Regions from separate parts of the Zea mays genome. Here region 1 is linked to region 2. Evidence: chromatin contacts called from public Hi-C data. All regions are on one chromosome and are shown on one strand. The core of a region is the stretch at or near the end of the contact, and the rest is flanking DNA. Distances in the headings are between cores, read along the strand shown. Region 1 has its middle 21 kb from the start of LOC118476701. Region 2 holds the start of LOC100193622.

Region 1 (3,451 bases), core at 735-3,234, 240 kb after region 2:
CAAGAATTCATAGCTAAAAAACGATGTTTTGTGCATTACAATGAAAAAGATATACACCAACAACAAAGTCTTTTTAGTTCCAAGCAAATTGGAGTAGGCTAGAGTTGAAACCCAACATAAGAAACAAGGTTCGGACACATTAAAAAGAAGATATGATGGTACTATATTAGGACACCTGGCAATAGTTTAAATTTCATTAACACCATTTTCTTAATCCAAAAGACTAAGTAGTAGCAAACATGAAGGATCTCTTGGCATGATCTCGTCAGCACTGAGGTGATCAACTATGTTCTATGACTTAGTGTTAATAAAGCTTTATGTATTTCTCGTTGGTTGGAGCTTTGCTCCTTACGACACCACCTTCTTGAATGAAGGGTATGTTGGCAGGATCAGCCACTCTTCTGGGCAGCACTGAGATTAGGTTGTCAAATACTCCGGTACTAGAGGACCCTGTGTTTTATTAACCAAAAACAAGCTGATTCATGCAAACTCGGGCATTTCCTTGAGAAAATATTTTAGATAGCATGGTTCTCTTAAAGTTAACTTCTGAATTGTTGTGCTAGTGACCATACATAATTGTTTTTAGATTGATGGGTTCATTTCTGGGTGCCTGTTGTTGCCAGTGTTTTTCAGACACTGCTGTACCTGAAAGTATAAGAAGCTGACACTGGTATTTATTATAATGGCATCTGTCAGGACTTGCTGGCACGGAATGCAATGTTAGCAGAAGAGTTACTGAGAACTGGTGGTGGTACGACCACAGATACTTCACAGAAACCGAGCAGTGGCCGAGAAAGGGTCCAGATTGAAGCTCTCAGACAAGAACTGGAGGGGGCAAAACGACAGATAGGGGCACTCAAAAGTGAGAAGTCCCAGATTGAAGCTGAAGCTAACAACCAAAGAAACCTTTCAGTAAAACTGGAGTCTGATCTCAAGAGCTTGTCAGAAGCTTACAACAGCATAGAGCAGGCCAACTACCGCTTGGATGCCGAGGTAAAAGCCTTGCGGCAGGGAGGCAGCGTGCCATATCCTGACGTGGAAGCAATAAAAGCGCAAGCTAAGGAAGAGGCTGAGAAGGACAGTGAGGCAGAACTGAATGATCTACTCGTCTGCCTTGGGCAGGAGCAAACGAAGGTCGAGAAGCTGAGCACAAGGCTGGCAGAGCTCGGGGAAGATGTGGATACCCTTCTGCAGGGTATTGGCGATGACACTGCCATTCCGGATGATGACGATGAAGATGATGAAGAGTGATTGGTTTATGTAACCTGCAGGTCTGCTGGTGTAATCTACCTTCATGTTGGGTCATGATATTGCGATGGTAACTGGAAAATGTACAGTGGATGACAAATGCACCGTTCCAAGTTTAAGTTATTTCTAGAGAATGTGACTAAATAGCCTCTTGTTAAATTTGATTGTCTGAATAACTTTTTATATTACCTTTGATAAATAGCCCCTTGTTGAATGGGCCTCAGATTCATCATCATATATACTAAAAAGAACGGGTCTGATCTGGTGTGGAACTCGGCAACGTCCGTAGCCCCTAGAGTGCTGCTGATAACTGTTCGACCCACCTCCCTGCATATGGATGTGAGCGATCGAAGATCCTAAGCTTCAAACCCATAAGAATAAGGCCATTGGCCCTTTCCATCTGGACATTGCTTTGGGGATGAGCGACAGAAGTGAAGTTCACTATGACCTCGTTTTCAGAACAAAATTCCATAAGTACTTGAGAAGTAAATTGACTCTTATTATCTGATATAATATAATGGATCTTGGGATGCCGAATTGGTTAGGGATTTCCTGGATGAACTCCACAACTCTTGTGGCTGTGATCTTTGACACAAGTTTTGCTTCAATCCACTTGGTTAATTTGTCAGCCGCAAAGATACCTTTGGTCGGTTTGAAAGGTCTCACAATGTCTAAACACTAAGTAGAGAACGACCAAGTGACCAGGATGGTCTGGAGTTGCACAGCCGGAACGTGGGCCTAGTGCACGAAGAATTGACATTCTTCACATGTTCGCACAATTTGTTGGGCATCAGTTACCGTAGTTGGCCAGAAAAACCATGCTGGTAGGCTTTTTCAACTAGTGTTTTAGCCCATGCATGAATTGCACATATGCCTGAATGGATTTCACTGAGCAGTGCTCTTCCTTCTTCGGTGGGGACACATCTCATCAAGATTCCTGAAGCGCTTTTTTGATATAACTTGTCGTTTGTTAATACACAAGCTTTAGATTTTCGCTGCACTTAGGGTTAGCGTTTTGACTTCAGAAAGGACCCTGTCTAGCAAATATTTGACGAAAGGTGCATGCCAATCCAATTTAATGACCATTACCCTGAGATCTCCACCATCAAGCATCTCCGAGCCTAGCTGTTTAGCTAACTCGGCCGAAGGAGACTCAACCATCTTACCAATGGTTGGGGAAGTTGATTTTGCCAAAAAGGCTCCTGGTCGCACAAGGGATCTTGATGATCCTATTATTGCCAATGTGTCTACCTCTTTATTTTTAGCCCACAAGATATGCGTAAATTCGATCCCGGCAAACTTTTCTTCGAGCTTCCAAATTTCTTGGTAGTAACTCATCATTTTGTCATCACTACATGTCCACTCTTTGTTGACTTGATTTATTACAAGTAACGAGTCACCTAGAACTCAGATCCGACGAATGTCGAGAGCGAAGTAATTCGCAGACTGAGTAGCATAGCCTCATAGTCAGCAACATTGTTTAATACTAGAAATTGTATTTAATGAATGTACTTAAAATTCTCACCTTTCGGAGAAGTAACCACCACTCCCACTCCTGCTCCAGTGAGTTGCAAGGATCCATAGAAATTGACGGTCCAATAGTCTAAAGGTTTTGACTTAGACGGTATCTGTATCTTTGTCAAGTTGGCGACGAAGTCACTAAGGGCTTGAGCTTTGATAGTTGTTCTTGGCTTAAAGACAATGTCATATACTCTGAGTTTGCTGGCCCACTTGACAATTCTACCAGTGGTGTCTTTATTGTGTAGTACTTTCCCTAGTGTTGAAGATGTGTGTTCTTCGATTCGATGTGCTTGAAGTAATGCACTAACTTGCGAGAAGTAATGAGCAAAGCATATGCCATCTTTATGATATCAAAGTATCTTAATTTGGACGCGTTGAGTATCTTCGAGATGAAGTAGACCAAGAACTACACATGTTAGGACTCTACCGCTCCACTACCAGGGGTGTGCTGACCACATCATTGGTGGCCAAGATGTATAACTAGAGTGTCTCCCCTAATTCAAGGGCAACCAGCATCGAGGGATTCATTAGATACTTTTTGAGTTAATGTAGAGCTTATTGAGCCTCGCTAGTATATATGAAATGTCTTGCTTTTTTAATAGCTTGAAGAAACGCAAACCTTGAATACCAAGTGTTGCACTACAGTAAAAACAAACATCTCCGACGGCCTTGTTATCTTCGA
Region 2 (3,495 bases), core at 528-3,027:
ACATCAGAAAATAAGAAAATAATATATCAAGATTTCTGTTATGATAATTCCACAAATTTTAAATTAAAATATTGAAACCAATGTGGAAAATATCCTCAAGCATGACACTGAAACTCATGAAAATTGGGATTGAACAAATTGTTCCCAAAACCTCATGATTCGTACGTCAATAACAAAAACAACATTAAATAGAGTGAATATAATAAGTTAGACAAATTAGAACAGACCTCCTTAAGCCCACGGAGCCTCCCTAGAAGCTCTGATTGTGATTCACTTAATTCCTGCTCAAAAGAAACAGAACAAGGAAATAGTTTTATAACTCTAGAGATCTAAAGGTTACTTCCACAAAGAATTCGCTAAACAAAGATAATCAGATATAGCCTCATCATTACTGCATAGACTACCAATAATGTGATTGAGTGGGGAGTTAAAAAAACTATTAAACACCTCTATTCAGAATGTTTGTACTATGCATCGGTTTCATCAACAAGGACGGTACACGAATAATGTGTCAAATTGGTATGAATATTTGGGCAAGTGGCATCAGCTTGATTGCTGTGCCGGTTTTCTATTTCTGTTGAAATTCCATCGAGTAGGGTCTTTCAACTAGAATATGTTTATTTGTAAGCTTATCTTTGATCTTCTTGATCAGTAATTTTCTATCAGCTCAATACCGCTAAAAAATTGACTCACTTCAACAGAACTTAAAAACATTATGTCAGTTCAATCCCATAACCAAGTTGTTGATCATGCACAACAAGGAGGTTGATTGTCACAAAGGGTCCAGTTCTAAAGTGTTCAGATCTTCTTAGATTTTTCAGACAAGAGTACAAGACCACAGCCCATTGAATCTGGAAAAGGGCCTCAGTGGTTACCGAAAAGTGAAGATCTTTTCTCCTACAAGAAGAATAATGGGAATGCTGCTGTGTGATCTCAAGTTCCCATACATTTATGGTGTGTTTGGTCGAGGAGTGGAGGAGAATGTAGCGGCTCCATTCCTATTTTCTAGATATTTAGTTTCCAATAAAAGAGGAGTGGATCGGCTCCTGAAGTCTCCAAATGGGAATATACCCAAAATATTTGGGATTCTCCCGCTCCACCAAAATGATTGGACGCAAGTGCTCTCCCGTGAGGTCTCTCTTGTCTCCTCCCTCTCCTCCCCTCCCCTCCACAGTCATATGGCTCTCCAACCAAACAAAAAGAACATACCAGCTCCGTTTTATTCTACTATTCAACCAAATAAAAAATAGAGTGGCTACGTTCTGCTTGCCAATTGCCAAACACAGAATAGAGTGGTGAGTGGCTCCATTCTTAGAAACTAGAATGGAGCCGCTCTTGGCTTCTCAACCAAACACACCACAGCATGGCACCAAACAACGGCCCAGCGGAACATAGCAACTTGCTCCCGCAAACCACTCACAGCATCATTTTCGCCCGTGACAACCGAGCACACGAGTGGATACTTACCGAGATCTTTTCCTCCACAGGCAGCAGTTCTTCCTTCCTCTGAAAATCCAAACACAAGCCCAAGCGAACAGAATAACAGAAATCAGATTTAGCACAGGAGAGATGAGAGGAACAGGGAACGTTCGCTGCCCACCGCCGAGGACGGGGAGGTCTCCACCAGCGCTGCGGGCGTTGCGGCGGCCGGAGTGGGCGGTGGGGACGCCTCAGAATCAGACATCGGTTGGGCGCGGAGGCGGCGACGGCGTCCGCAGCTAGGGTTAGGGTTTTGCTGCGTAGGGGAGGAGCGTGCGTGTGAGAGACTGAGGGGAAGGGGAGATTCGAAATTGAAATAGGACAGCGACCAACCGAGGGCAGGCTACTCGAGAGGAAGGAAGAGGACGGGGGAGCGGCTCGAGCAGGGAAACGGAAACTTTTCCGTTGGTCCTCGTTCCTGTGAAAAAAGTTTTTCATGCCTCACCAATTCCTAGGAGGGATATTTTTTCTCTATCCTTGTTAACTATAGGGGCGAATATTTTTTTCTCTATCCTTATTTCTTTTGGGAGGAATATTTTTTCTCTATCCTTGTTTCTTATGGGGAGTGATATTTCTTCTCTATCATAGTTCCCCGTAGAGATAAATCATCATCATGGATCTTCGACCTCACTTAAACTATAAATTTAACGGGTCCCTGTTTATCCGTCGGAAGAGAATTTTTTTTCCGAAACTCCATAGGGGAGAACCTTCTCCATCCTAATTCGTAATGGAAGAATTCTCCATGGGAATCGAGGATCGAGGTCCAATTACCATCTCTAGGCTTAGCCTCGAGACTGTAGTATGTGAATGGTCACACGCCATATTTTATAGACCAAAATAATTATCGATTGGTTGAAAATATATCTTGTATTATAATTAATCTACTTATTAACGACTATAGTATGACATTGACGGACATTTAAATTTTAAATTTTTAAATACGATGATTTTCGAAAATTGTATTGTATTTACGAGAATAATACGATTACGATGCTCCGACTACGAATTCTTGGTTTCAGTCATAAAGACTTTTTTATACTCCCACCTAGGGAGGTAATGGGTCAAGTTCAAGTTAGATAGAGCAAAAACTTACCTGCAATTACACTTGTGAAGTTTATCTAAACTCGTTCGCGGTCGCACACACAAGTGCAATTCCAAACCCGCAAGTCTCTCGCAGCTAGCAGGTTCGGATTTTAGGTGGGTTGCGAGTCACCCGTGGGGTTTTATTCAGTGTACAGCTTTAAACAATAATTCATCTATAAATAATTAAGTATCGGTAATAATTGAGTTATACCTATGAAATTTAAGTCTTCTCATGTTGAGCGGCATCAAAAAAATTATGAATCATTAGCCATATTACTTATTCAAAATAAGTACTTGAAGGATCGAATAGGCGAACAAGGGGTGAATGTGTAACACCCTGAATTTGGGGTATAAAAATTTCTCCTCTAATATCTACCAAATTCAAGAGTTACCTCTTTTTTCCTCTCTATAGATTTCTTTTCTCTTCCTTTTAGTAGAGTTTTGATTATTTATTTGGAGATATATTATTACTCTAGGAGATTAAACCCTAAGGGGATATGAATTGTTGCATCATGTTGAACCCTAAATTCTATTTATTTTGGTTGATGCATATGTTTGTGGAGTTCAAATTTGAGTTTGGGGTAGATTTGTTTTTGAGTTCAAAATAGAAATAAACAGGAAAAGGAAAAAGAAATGGAAAAAGGAAAAACCTTTCTTTTCCCCCCTCTATCGACCAGGCCCCGTCCCACGGCCCACCGGCATCCCCCTCCACGAGCGTGTGGCCCAGTCCTCGTCCTGCGGCCCATCCGGCGCCCCCTCCTCTATCGGACGAGCCCGTCCGTCGGCGGCGCGCTCGCCTAGCGCCCAGCCCCCACCTGTCATTCCCTCCCCCCTCAATCGACCCAAATCGTTTCTCCCACGCGGCGCGTTCGCCCACGTCGTCCCGGGCCCACCTGTCAGCCCCTCTCCCCCACGTCGCCCACTTGCCATGGC

What was found. A called contact is a pair of places that touch in the nucleus more often than the background predicts.
Region 1: a Hi-C map of ear shows a contact between it and region 2, with 4 times the contacts expected there. The contact joins the enhancer-like site here to the promoter of LOC100193622 in region 2. A contact is called at or near these places in 2 of 25 Hi-C or Micro-C datasets (ear and tassel).

Annotation. Positions count from the first base shown.
Region 1 is chr3:134,686,652-134,690,102 of Zm-B73-REFERENCE-NAM-5.0, forward strand. No RefSeq gene overlaps it. Among protein-coding and RNA genes, the nearest start is that of LOC118476701, 21 kb to the left of the region's middle. Within about 2 kb of position 1,985, at least 6 of the 20 cell types and tissues checked have an H3K27ac peak or open chromatin away from gene starts, as enhancers often do. A contact at or near this core is called in ear and tassel, where this site is marked.
Region 2 is chr3:134,444,591-134,448,085 of Zm-B73-REFERENCE-NAM-5.0, forward strand. It overlaps LOC100193622, which reads right to left and starts at 1,778. Exons shown (of 9, transcript NM_001138722.2): 1 at 1,601-1,778; 2 at 1,468-1,506; 3 at 228-281. The coding sequence starts at 1,684.